Regions from separate parts of the Zea mays genome. Here all the other regions are linked to region 2. A link is a contact called in public Hi-C data. All regions are on one chromosome and are shown on one strand. The core of a region is the stretch at or near the end of the contact, and the rest is flanking DNA. Distances in the headings are between cores, read along the strand shown. Region 1 holds the start of LOC100279175. Region 2 holds the start of LOC100286116 (Protein CURVATURE THYLAKOID 1D chloroplastic). Region 3 holds the start of LOC100280788 (ethylene-responsive element binding protein 2). Region 4 holds the start of LOC542033 (MADS19).

Region 1 (2,895 bases), core at 110-2,609, 810 kb after region 2:
TTCGGATTTATTAATTCCGTTCGAATGGACTATGTAACATTTTCTCGTAATAGTATAACACACATTAGTAATAAGTTATCATGATATTATATGTTTTCGTTGCAACGCACGGGCATTCAACTAGTGATTGAATATGGACGGAAAAAATATGGGGTAAAAAGAACTATATTTTGGAACGGAGAGTACTTAATTCAGTTTTGATGTGGCGGTGACAGTCAGAAAGATTTTAAAGGAGTTTGCTCAAGCGGTATAAACCATCGAAGACAACCAGGTTTCCGGTTGCCTTGTGCCCGTGTAACCGTGTCCGTCGATGCAGAAGAGCGAATACCATGCAACATTGGGGGCAAGAACTGTCAGTCTGTGTGTGTAGCCAGCTAAGCATACTGACATACTGTCATTGTGTGAAAGATTGCAGTTGATGCAATGATGCTGTGTTTCCCCTTGTATGCAGGTTCTTGTAATTCTGACAGAATAAACTTGAGAGACAACGAGATTTTGCACAGAAGAACGGATGCACGAATTGTTTAGACCGGCAGATGGCCATGGCCTAAGCCATTCCGCTCTGATCACGGCTGTCTTTGTGGGATGGAGTAAGAAACGAACGCTCACAAGATTCCCTTTCCATGATTTGGGCCACATACATGGCTGCAAATGGAACAGGATGCATTAATCTGAACGTTTATTGCGTCTGATCATGGCCTAATAAAACATCGCAGTAATAATTGCATCAATAGATTGCAGCAGCTATGGCGAAGTAGGACGGCCTCAGTTCCTGCTCTGCTGCTGCTGGGCCTGGTGCTGCTGCTTGTGCAGCTGCGCTGACGCGATGGCCAGCATGGACCTCACCTTGGCCACAGCCGCGGCCTTGTCCGGCGGGCAGCTCGCCAGCGCCGCCCGCAGCGACCGCACGGCGGCGTCGGGCCGTCCCGCTCCCAGCGCCGCGCACGCCGCGCGGTACGCCTCGTCCGCGACCCTCGCGTCGTAGCAGGCCGGAGGCAGAGGGGAGGCTCCCCGGTCCCCCTGGCCCTCGGGATCGATCTCGGGCGGCGACGAGGCTGAGACTTGGGAGGGGTCGAGGAGGGCGCAGGCGCGGGCGTACTCGGTGGAGACGATGGCCGCGTCGATCTGCGACATTAGCGACTCGGGCGTCGACGGGAAGCTGCGGATCACGTCGAAAGGGCTCCACCCTCGCAGCCCGCCGCCGCCGACCTGGCTGCCCGACATGGTTTGGTGGATCGGACTACCGAGAGAGAGAGAGAGAGAGAGAGAGAGAGAGGTTGGATCTTGGATGGACTGGCGTAAGTGGATGGCCAAGCGAGAAAGAATGGAAACCGACTACACTACCAGTACACACTACACACCGGCAGTGTGAAGTGGGGCCTGGGGGGGCTGCTGAAGCGATAATCAACCGGATTGATCTGAACCGATCACACTTCATCGCCGTTCAGGGACAGGTAGAGATCAAAATTAACAAATGAGCATATCCGTGAACTGATAACAATCAGTATTAATCAGAGGAAAATTAAGGTCGCCAATAGGTGAATCACTGGATTCAATCAACCACCACCCACCAAATCCAATTGCCAGGTTGACTAAGCTAAGTTTTACTTTTACATCGTATATACCGGGGCCAAACGAAGAAAAAGAAAAGAGTATATTCCCAAAATGAAAAGAAAAAATATGTACGGTGGAACTGGTTGGATCAGCACAGCACTAGTCTAATTAATTCCTGAGTCTCGATGCTGTTCGTTTGGTAAGAGGTAGTGCAAGCACAGGTGACACCAGACATCCACGGCACGACAACAGGTGCATTGGGACGAGCATCTTGTAAGGCTCTGAATACTTAACTTGTCTTTGAAGTTCAGTTTGGGGTGGTCAGCCTGCAAGCAGCAGCAAAAACCATCATAAACGAGATATATATGCGAGGGAAACGGAAATGGCTTAGCGTCCACTCCCACATGATAAATTAAAAAACAAGAGACCTTTGGCTTGTATAGAGACAAAATATTAGTCTTGTATAGAAGAAACCTAACATGAAAAGGATCTTTGGCTTTGTCAGACTAATTATTTCTAATGTAGCAGGACAAATCAGCCTGCCCAAGCATCTTGCAGTCATAAACCAGACTTATTTTTTTCTCGAACCATGCCAGAGAATTACGTGTCATTTTATTATTAAGAAGAGAAAGGAAACCACCCTTCCCGGGGGAGGGGGTTAGTACATATTAACACTTTAGGGCTTGTTTGGTTATTTCCAATACGCATGGATTGGATGGGATTGGAAAAAAAATGAGAAGAAGTTTGACTTTGTTTGGGATTTAAACCTATCCAATCTCACTCAATCTACATGGATTGAGAGCTAACCGAACAAGCCCTTACAGATTATCAAAACCAGACCCGACCCTAAGTGGTCCAAATTTTAGGATAAGGTCCTGGAGGGCTGAAGCCCCGGCCAGGCACCATATTTGTCCTTCAGCAACAATGGCTTGCACTACACTCTGGGCCTTAGACCAGACTTATGCAACAAAATTGGTTGTTGCCATGACTAATGATTTTTACAAAGAATACTAGCTTAAATAAATCCAAGACTGTAAATAAATTATGCCACTAACGTGTTCATGCACCAACCTAACTCATTATTCAGATTAGGTAAAAAAATGTTATAGAATGCATATCTCAGCTAACAATAAGATAAACTGAACTCCACTAGTCCACAAACTGCAACGAGCTGGAAGCTTGTGGAACAATAAGATTACTCTGCAATCCTAGCCGGAAACAGCTGTGATGGCTATATGAAACTACAATGGGCAAATGGGCAGCAACACCACGTTTTTACCTTGCTTCTGCTAGTTAAATCTCTAGCAGCTATTTATAAGAAAGTACAACAATTTTAGACTT
Region 2 (3,178 bases), core at 195-2,694:
CATTTTTATCTCTTGAACTATGGTCGTGGCCTGATTTTCATCCTCATATTTGAAAACTAGACATCTTATGACACCTAAATCAAGTGCTTAGAGCTGGTAGAAAATTCATGTAGAAGCTTCCAAAAATTAGATTTATTTCTATAAAAAATGAAAAAAAACATAGCCTACAATCTATAGAACATTTTAATTGATGTCAAATCATGTTTTCAAAAAAAACACACAACAAAAAACATAAGACACAATTAGAGTGAGTGCATTCAACATTAATGTATGCTCCATTCACGCTTGCTGCATCTCATATTTTGTAAGACGGTTTTTAAAATATATTTATACATTAGTTAGAATGCTTCGAAAATTTTCTAGACCCTTTTGGGTTATTTTTCTCATTTTACTCTCGGTAAATTTTAAAAGGACCAAATATGTCTACTCGATATACACGGACGATGCACAGCAAGGTGCTCCTTCTCAATCCCAATTCCAAACCAAAGTTGCAAGGACATAATAAGAGGTTACACCGCTTAGAGAGTAAGCGGAAATAGTTATAGAAAAACACTTTGGACATGCTAACTCTACTCTAATATGTTTTGCAAAATACTTTAGAGTTAGCACAGTTGGATACGATGAGCACATCATTTCATTATATACGTTGCAGTGTACAGTTGCAAGATCTTGAGCTTGTCAATTGATATTATGCGATCAGATGTATATTGGTCGTCCGGTTACTACATTCCATAACATGCTCTGCAACATATGCATACGACAACTTGAGAGATCAATATGCATCTAGTGCCCTGCATTGCATATCTTGGATGTGTTATTTGTTTTGGATGGGCCATAGCTTATTCCTCGATTTGAAGGTCTTGGAGCTCCCTGGTGTTGCAGCTTAGAATCTCTTTATATCAGTATACATACACCAACCAATAATTAGTTAGAGAACTTATGATATTACACTCTCTGTAACCCAAACCTCTATAAAAATAGCTATGTTTTAGGCATTATAAATTAGTAGACATACTATGCGATACTAAATCTTATTCTTTACTACTAGAATTGCTATTTTGCCTGATATTTTTTGTCTCTGTTAATATAGAATTAACTATGGATGCTACAACCAACAAGCACCGACGAAAGAAAAAAAAGGATAAAAGAAGTGGAGAGGCGTTCCTCTTTCACTTTGGAGGAAACCACAAAAATGCAAAATCACACAGGACATGACGGGCCCCGGAACAGGAGAGAAGCAAAAGCGAAAGCACCACCTGCCGTCCAAGCACCAAAGGCATGCACGAAGAATCGGCTCGGCCCCCAAAAAGCACAGGGCCCAGGCGCCCACCGCGCAGCCTGCCAGGCGGGGGAGCCGTTGGATGTCGCACAAACTGCCCAGTCCTCCGCAGTGGAGTACAGCGCCAGCGAGCCACCAGCACCCTCATCCTCCGTTTCGCGGCTCACAGAGATACCTCAAAACCCAACCAGGCCGGCGTCCAGGTGTCCACAGAAAGAGGAGAGCAGAGAGAGCGGGAGATCATGGAGCTCTGCGTCTCTACCACTGCCTCCGTCCGCGCCACCGCCGCGCCCATATCCTTCGCCCCGCCCCGGCGAGGCGCGTCTGCTTCCACCGCCCTCCCGCTCCACCGCCGAATCCCAACTCGAGGTACGGCCTAGCCAGCCCTCACTCTTGTAGCTCACGCGCCGTCTCGCTTGCTCTGATGCTTTCGCTTCAGGCTGGTGTTGCGCCAGCGCGGCCGTGCCTGACCCGGCGCCCTCCGAAGAGCTCGCATCCGCCTCCTACACCGTCGTCGTCGCGGACAAGCCCGATTCGCCTGCCGATGACAAGGTCGACGAGGTTAGCGCCGCGCCTAGTGGCTCCGCGGAGGCGCCCGTAGCAGAACCGGTGTCATCAGAGGCGTCCCCGTCCCCGTCCACGGATGACGGCGGTCTGGATGAGATACTAAGCAAGGTATCGCCGTGCTGCTGGCACCTGCTTTGCTGTTCAGAGTCCTAGGTCCCAGCAAAGCTTTACTTGCCTTTCGATTCCGCTGCGTGTCACACCTTTGAATGCTACAGTGGTAAACTCTTATGTGAAACTAAAGCAAACTGAAATGTTTTTTTTTCCTATCTTAAATGGATCATACGGAAAAGCAATGGGTTCAGTTTGACATTATAACTACAGCCGGGCAAAATAGCAATTGTTATCCTTGCTCATTACTGTAATAATAGACTAATAGTAAGGGCCGCTCATGCTGCTCCGGCTCCAGCACCGGAGCTGAGGAGCCGCACCAAATGTGGTCGGATGGGAGGAGGCGAGGAGCCCTTCTGGGCCGTTGAGCAGAGGAGCCAGAGTTGTATGTATGGAGGCGGAGCCACGTTTTGGCTCTGGGCTCTGGCTCCGACGGAGGAGCAACATGGACAAAACCCTCTCAAACATGGTCTAAGCTTGCAGTAACCTTTCCAGATTTTGCTGCAAGCCTGCAAGGCAGTCTATACAAAATGTAACATCAACAATTGCATTATCGCCTATTTTGTGATGTACCGGAGAATTTTGAGGCACGGTGCGGAACAAAAAATTGGCCCCATTACAAGCTGAGGAAAAAATGGATGTTATTCTCATAGCATCATGCCTTGCCAAAAGCAAATATTGGAGCTCTTGAAATATTGACTACAATGATACATTAGCTTTTACCTAAAATGATATCCTTCTGCAATGGGATGGCAGTTAATTTCTTGGAAAAAAAATTCCTCCCAATTGTTGTGGTGATTGTTGATTGAAATTAAAGCGGGAGTGAGGGAGATGCCTGCTTTTGACTCTATGGTGGGTATTAATTGTAGGTAGGGATAATGCATGAGCCTCAGGAGTTGCTTGGCCATGGGATGGGAAAGACTTTTTATTGCTAATCTATTTGTTATCCACCTAATTTGTTGATTACTACTAATACTAAGTATAGTAGTTAAAAAAATCGAGGCCCTAAGTAAATGCACTCCCTGCACATGCTTGCCCGTATGTATATAGTACATCTCACTATCATGTATTGTTTAGTATCACCATCTTACCTGTAGAGCTTTTGAATCAACAACCTGAGTGATTCAGCTATGGTTTAACCCTTAACATTTGCAGAACTCTAGAACTCCAAAGGCACAACATGTTATGAAATTACGAGTATCTTAGTTTTTTTTGCTCCAGATT
Region 3 (2,993 bases), core at 191-2,690, 980 kb after region 2:
TCACTGTGTTCATCTTTATCCTTTTGCCTTTCTATCGCCCAACAGCAAAAGGAGAAGCTACTATAATTTTAATTATGTTGTTCTGTTAACAGTTTCTTGTAGAAGCTAGAATAGGTAACCAACAAATATCTCGCCTAGGGGAATTTTCCGAAGACGAAAAATATTTTTTGAGAAACCTGATTGATGTTGCGATCCTATGATGGGTAGAAAGTAACCTTAAGTTCTACTTCTAAAATAGGCCCTAAAGGCTGGTTTGGTATAAGAGAAATGGAAAAGGATTACAGAGGATGAATTTCCTTGCTATTCAAAATCGAATAGCAAAGAAATTCTTCTTCTCTATCTATCCTCTTCAATTTCTCTCCTACCAACTCAGTCCTAAGGCTAGTTTGGATCCATAATTTTCCATTCGTATTAAAGGGGATTGAGGGATGACGGTGGTGTAAAACTCGTACGAAAGCCATGGCTGACTGACGAGTTACAGATTTACAGCACAGCCAGTGAGCTGGTGGCCACATGGCTCCAAAATTCAATTTATGATTCTCTTCCCCTAAAAAACAACCGTAGAATCTGGTCATCATAAAAATAAACGCACAACAACAAGAGGAAGATCCGGAGATGGACGGCCGAAGTAGCAGGATCACGGCATGGACCAGAAGCTGCCGTCATCCATCGTCATGATCTCGTTCAAGCCGTCCCAGATGTCCTGGTCCTTGGGCGGCGCCGGCCCTGTTCCCTGCAGCGTGGTCGGCGCCCGCGCCACCGCCACGTGCAGCGGCGACGCGGCGTTGGACCCGCAGTTCTCGCGGAGGCTCTGACCGGGCAACGGGCGGCGCGGCTGCACATCCCGCGCCGCCGCGGCGGCGGCGGCGTCCGGGAAGTTGAGCTTGGCGCGGCGGCCCCGGAGCTCGACCGCGGCGGCGTCGTAGGCGCGGGCGGCGTCCTCGGCGGTGTCGAACGTGCCGAGCCACTTGCGCGCGGCGCGGCGCGGGTCGCGGATCTCCGCCGCCCACTTGCCCCACGGCCGCCGCCGCACGCCCATGTAACTGCTCGCCCTGCTCCGCCTCCGCCTCCGCTTGCCCGCGCCTCCGCCGCTCGCGGAGCACTCCGCGCCATCGCTGTCGCTGCTCGACGCGGCGGCGAGGTCGCAGCCGCCGGGGCACCCGCACGCTGACGCCGCGGCGGCAGGGGCCTCTGCGGCGGCCGCCTCCGGGACCAACGACGCGGCGGCGGTGTCACCGGACACGACGGAGATGAGCGCGCGGAGCAAGAGTGCGTTCTCCTGCTCGGTGTTCGGGAGCTGGAACCCGCCGCTCTCCAGCCTCGACGTCATTGCGGGGGGTGGTGGTGGCTCTGCCGATTCGAGTGCGACGACGTGGCGTCGGTGTCGCCAAAAAGTGGCGGAGAATAGATGGCGGTCGTGTACTCCGAGGTCGCGGCGATGATGTCTCAGGGTGTTGCGCAGTGGGAAATTTATACCGTGTACGCGGAGTCGAAGCGGTGCACCGGGTTCTCATCGCGTACGTGTGAACGGAGAGTATAGTTTAAGAAGATATGAACGACGGACGGATGATCAGAGTGGAAGCGGCTTCATTCCATTTGCGGTGGTATTTTTTCTATTCTGCGGAGGCCCCATGCGGTATCATTATCTTATGATTAGTTCTTATCATGAGCTCAACGCACGTTAGTAAACATATCCCTTTTTTTTCAAGAAAGAAGTACCATTGATGTTGCTATATGACGTGGAGTGCTATCGATGTTAGTGCTTCATAACTCAAGAATTAACATACTATTGTTCAATCAAACAAACTTGGTTGCTGCGGCGTTAATCCGGCTACAACTACAGTTTCTCCGATATTTTATTTCTATAGATTACAGCTGCACCAGTCCGAATGGTTAACTAACTGTATTCGTATTGCTAGCTGTCATATGCTGTTGTGTACGAAAACACAGATTTTTTCCCTGTCCATCCTGTATCTACATACCGACTTGGCCACTTGGGGGGTTGGCCCTAGCGACCTGGACGCTGAAACTACATGTCGACTGTGCTGGCTGACGTCGTTGAACTGAATAAAACAAGTCCGCTTTGGAGAAGCCAAAAGATTCAGACCTCGACGATGGCACGGCAACGGCAATTGTCTAGTAGTAGATCCAGATGAGATCGGTCCCCAAAGTGGGTGGTAGACTATCTTGTATTCGCCGTTGAGCTAGTCGGCCGGCCCACCTAACCACTGCGCGAGGGCCGGGCCGGCGGTGCGTTACTGCGTTTAGCACGCGTCCCCGTGCCGTCGTGGAAGTCGAGTCGCGACCGGCCGAAGAGGTTCACTTGTCAACTTGTCATGTCGACCGGGCCATCCCACTCAAACCTCGCAACCCAACGACTCATCCTGTCCTCACGAACTCAAGCGTAGAAAGCCATCTCTCTAAAAACTACGGCTCGGTGATGTCATTGGACACCCAATATCTAATAGGTAAAAATTCCTATTAGAACATGAGTACAATAAATTTCAATGCTCGCGGGTATGTTATTGGACCATTTTCTATATCCATCGGGTGTGATAGGTGTAGCCATATTCTCTCATCCTAGGGGAATCACGCTAATATATGACACTAGGTCCAGAGCATATAAATGCTCCATATAAAATGTCAAAAGTCAAAACCATATATACGATAGATACAAAAAAATAGTATGTTCTTCTAGCATCCATCATTAGAGATGGCAATGGGTACCCGCTACCCGAAACCCGGTGGGTTTTTGCTCTATTAGGGTATGGGTTTGGGTCAATTTCTCTACCCATGGGTTTGTTAATGGGTTCAAATGGAAACCCAACGGGTACGTGGGCATGGGTTTGTTCTTCCACTACCCATACCCGCAAACCCATGGGTTTTAAAAACCCGCCTTAAAATCAACATTACTTATAAATATGTCTCATAATATTATTAATTGAATACGTTCTAATTGAACTAAACTTCATGTAACAATTTTTAGGCTAAAA
Region 4 (3,291 bases), core at 755-3,254, 680 kb after region 2:
GGTCGGGCGAGGCGGAGTCCGTCTTCTGGGGTCGAGGCTGAGTCCGAGCCCTGGGTCGAGCGAGGCGGAGCTTCCCATGGCTCCCGAGGCTGGACTTAGCTGCTGTCAGCCTCACTCTGTCGAGTGGCACAGCAATCGGAGCGGAGCAGGCGGCGCTGTTTTCCTGTCAGGTCGGTCAGTGGGGCGGCGAAGTGACTGCGTTCACTTCGGCTCTGTCGACTGAGGAGCGCGCGTCAGGATAAGGTGTCAGTCGATCCTTGCATTAAATGCTCCTGCGATACGGTCGGTTGGCGTGGCGATCTGGCCAAGGTTGCTTCTCCGCGAAGACTGGACCTCGGGCGAGCCGAAGGTGTGTCCGTCACTTGAGGGGGGCCCTCGGGCGAGACGTGAATCCTCCGGGGTCGGCTGCCTTTGCCCGAGGCTGGGCTCGGGCGAGGCGAGAACGTGTCCCTTGAGTGGACTGAGTCTTGACATTAATCGCGCCCATCAGGCCTTTGCAGCTTTGTGCTGATGGGGGTTACCAGCTGAGATTAGGAGTCTTGGAGGTACCCCTAATTATGGTCTCCGACAGTAATATTCCTTAAGATACATGACATTTATATGGGTTGTACATGCTCTGACATATCTAACGGATCATGTTATACAAACATACAACCAAACATAAGATAGTGTATGTTATTAACTAGACCGGCTAGAGCCAATCTCAATAGATGTGAGTCAGACTCAGACTCAAACATACAGACAATCAATCAGGTCTTTCACCTCTTCTATTTCTCAATCCACAGCACACACCACCAATAACCATGGGTGTGTTTAGATCGTGGACTCCCAATCAGCTGCCTGCGAGACATTCATTTCTAGCTCTCGCGCGTCCGAAATCGGTGGCCTGGGACGCTAAGCAGATCCGATGAGGGCCGAACCAAATATGCAATGCCTCATCATGTAGGGCATGTTTGGTTTGTGGCTAAATGTGCCACACTTTGTCTAATGTTAGTCATTCGAATTGAATAACTAACTTTAGGCAGAAAAGTTAGGCAAAGTGTGACAATTGAGGTAACGAATCAAATATGCCCGTAATCTCTCGTATTGATATGACTTCTCTTTCTCTAGCACGGTTGGTGGTTGTTTGGTACTGACACTACGTGGAACCAGAATCGAGATAAGATTGCCCAGGACTGACTGATACGCAAACGGAGCAAAAGCAGACTGTGTCCATAATTACCCTGACCAAGCTGATGGAACCGGCGGGAGTAATGAATACAACAACCTGGCGCGAAGCAGCACGCACCGTGTTCACTGATGAAGCGAAGCGAGGGCAGATCTGCGCGAGATCCGGGCGGCCCGCCAAATCCCCGGGGGCCGGGGCGGCGCGCGGCACAGCGGTGCACCACAGAATCGGGGCCGGAACAGCGAATCCGGGCGGATGCAGCACAGCAGCAGTACGCGCTACGCGGCCAACCCAATCCAATCGAAGCGAAGGCGCAGCACACGGCATCTTCTCTTCCTTCCTTCCCAGCTCCCACCCCCGCCGGCTTTCTCCCTGATTTGTGATTTTCCCACAACGCCGCAGAGTGAGGCTGAGGCTACGGCAGGGCAGCCAGCCAGCAGAGAGCGCACCGTCACCGCGCACCACGCGGCCGCCTGCTACAGGCTGTACTGTTCTGGTCCGGCAGCACCCACCCGGCCACCCCTCACTCGGTCACTCCGCAGTCCGCACTCTCCCTTTCCTTTTCAGGAATCATCTACCTCGCCCGCTTGGCACCATCCCTACGCTACGCCTCGTCTACTGCCTGCTGTCATGCTGTGCGTGGGTGGGCGGGCCCCGCCGCGCCGTTCCGTGTGGCGAGGGGAGCATAAACAATGACTGACTGGGCCGGCCGGCCCCGTAGCCATTCGTCTGCCTTTCCCTCTCCCAGTTTCCGTTTTTTTAATGCTTTGTTTACTCGCGGGGATCATGGGGTAATCGCGTGGGCCGTGCCTGGCTGGGTTTATTTATGCCGACCTGCCAATTGGAGCAAATCCCCTTTCCTGCCCCTCCCCCTCCGCCTTTCCTCTCTCTCGCTCTCCTCCTCTCCTCTCCTCTCCTTCCGCATCACACACCACGACTCCCAACCGCCGGTTGGCTTTGCTGCTCCGAGCTCTTCCACACCCGCCCTCTCTCTTGTGGGTCGGCGGCCGAGTGTCTGCGTCGTCCACGGAGATCAGGGATCGGCGGCGGGGTATGGCGAGGGAGCGTCGGGAGATAAAGAGGATAGAGAGCGCGGCGGCGCGGCAGGTCACGTTCTCCAAGCGCCGCCGCGGCCTCTTCAAGAAGGCTGAGGAGCTCTCCGTGCTGTGCGATGCCGACGTCGCGCTCATCGTCTTCTCCTCCACGGGAAAGCTCTCCCAGTTCGCCAGCTCCAGGTGCGTAGTATACAGTAACACAGTATGCAGTTCCCTTCCCTGCCCAGCGTCCGTCTACCCCTTCCTCACTTCCACCCCCACGGCGCCATGTTTCGTTAGATCTAGCAGCTGTCCTCCCTCCACGCCTTCCGACTTGTAACTCGTAAGATCCCGGGCCTTTTTAGGGTTCCCGCTGTTCTCTACTCTACCTAGAGTTCACGCGATGATGTCCATCGTTTCGGATCCAACTTTTTACACGTGAGTATGATGTTTTGGGTTAGGTCTGATGAGGGCGCGCACTTCGCTGCGTCTGAGTGTCCATATCGAAATGGGAGCACTGGGGATTTTTTAATCTATATATATTTTAACTGTAGTTTCTACATGTGCTTGCATATTATTTTTTTGATTCCTTTTTTCCGATTGGGCATTTCCATTGTCTCCTGCCAGCACTGTGGCATCTGTTATTTGCTGTGCGTATCAGTGTGTATAGAGTTAATTGCGTTTGGAGGTGTGCATCTTGCCAGTTCTGCGGTGTGGGGGTGGGGGTAAAGGTCTCCTCTGCCAATTGCGTACGATTGTCCTTGTGATTTTATGTGGTGCTGGGTGCCGTTGCATTACCTAGCGATCAAAAGAGGGTTCTCGTGCTTTGTGCGATTCTGTATTGCTGCAACTAAGGCCTGTTGGTTGGACTTATTATAGAACTTCGTATTTCTTGCTCAATCATGTGCTACCTACTTTACTGTTGGTTGATTTAAAGTCTGTATTGGCTAAATCATGTGCCATCACTGTTGTATAATATGATTTTTTTGTGTCGTTAAATCATGTGCCACTCTTTACATGTCAGTTTCTCATCGAGTCTTTTGGCTCCCTCTGCTGGAAGGGAGCCTTCCCAAGAGGCCAAGACTAATC

The links. Hi-C and Micro-C count contacts between places; a contact is called where the count stands out from the background.
Region 1: a contact with region 2 is called in a Hi-C map of endosperm, with 3 times the contacts expected there. The contact joins the promoter of LOC100279175 here to the promoter of LOC100286116 in region 2. A contact is called at or near these places in 10 of 25 Hi-C or Micro-C datasets (bundle sheath, ear, endosperm and 3 more) and 1 of 3 datasets of contacts at active chromatin or transcription factors (leaf).
Region 3: a contact with region 2 is called in a Hi-C map of bundle sheath, with 2.9 times the contacts expected there. The contact joins the promoter of LOC100280788 here to the promoter of LOC100286116 in region 2. A contact is called at or near these places in 3 of 25 Hi-C or Micro-C datasets (bundle sheath, root tip and tassel).
Region 4: a Hi-C map of tassel shows a contact between it and region 2, with 9 times the contacts expected there. The contact joins the promoter of LOC542033 here to the promoter of LOC100286116 in region 2. A contact is called at or near these places in 3 of 25 Hi-C or Micro-C datasets (bundle sheath, leaf and tassel).

What each region holds. Positions count from the first base shown.
Region 1 is chr4:183,746,457-183,749,351 of Zm-B73-REFERENCE-NAM-5.0, reverse strand. It overlaps LOC100279175, which reads right to left and starts at 1,359. Exons shown (of 1, transcript NM_001152201.1): 1 at 605-1,359. The coding sequence starts at 1,224. The coding sequence ends at 766. It overlaps LOC100273656 (a long non-coding RNA gene), which reads right to left. Exons shown (of 6, transcript NR_146329.1): 6 at 1,554-1,880.
Region 2 is chr4:184,559,603-184,562,780 of Zm-B73-REFERENCE-NAM-5.0, reverse strand. It overlaps LOC100286116 (Protein CURVATURE THYLAKOID 1D chloroplastic), which reads left to right and starts at 1,444. Exons shown (of 5, transcript NM_001159004.3): 1 at 1,444-1,648; 2 at 1,719-1,954. The coding sequence starts at 1,522.
Region 3 is chr4:183,578,780-183,581,772 of Zm-B73-REFERENCE-NAM-5.0, reverse strand. It overlaps LOC100280788 (ethylene-responsive element binding protein 2), which reads right to left and starts at 1,440. Exons shown (of 1, transcript NM_001153709.2): 1 at 412-1,440. The coding sequence starts at 1,330. The coding sequence ends at 638.
Region 4 is chr4:183,882,690-183,885,980 of Zm-B73-REFERENCE-NAM-5.0, reverse strand. LOC542033 (MADS19) reads left to right here and starts at 2,004. Exons shown (of 8, transcript NM_001111678.1): 1 at 2,004-2,403. The coding sequence starts at 2,222.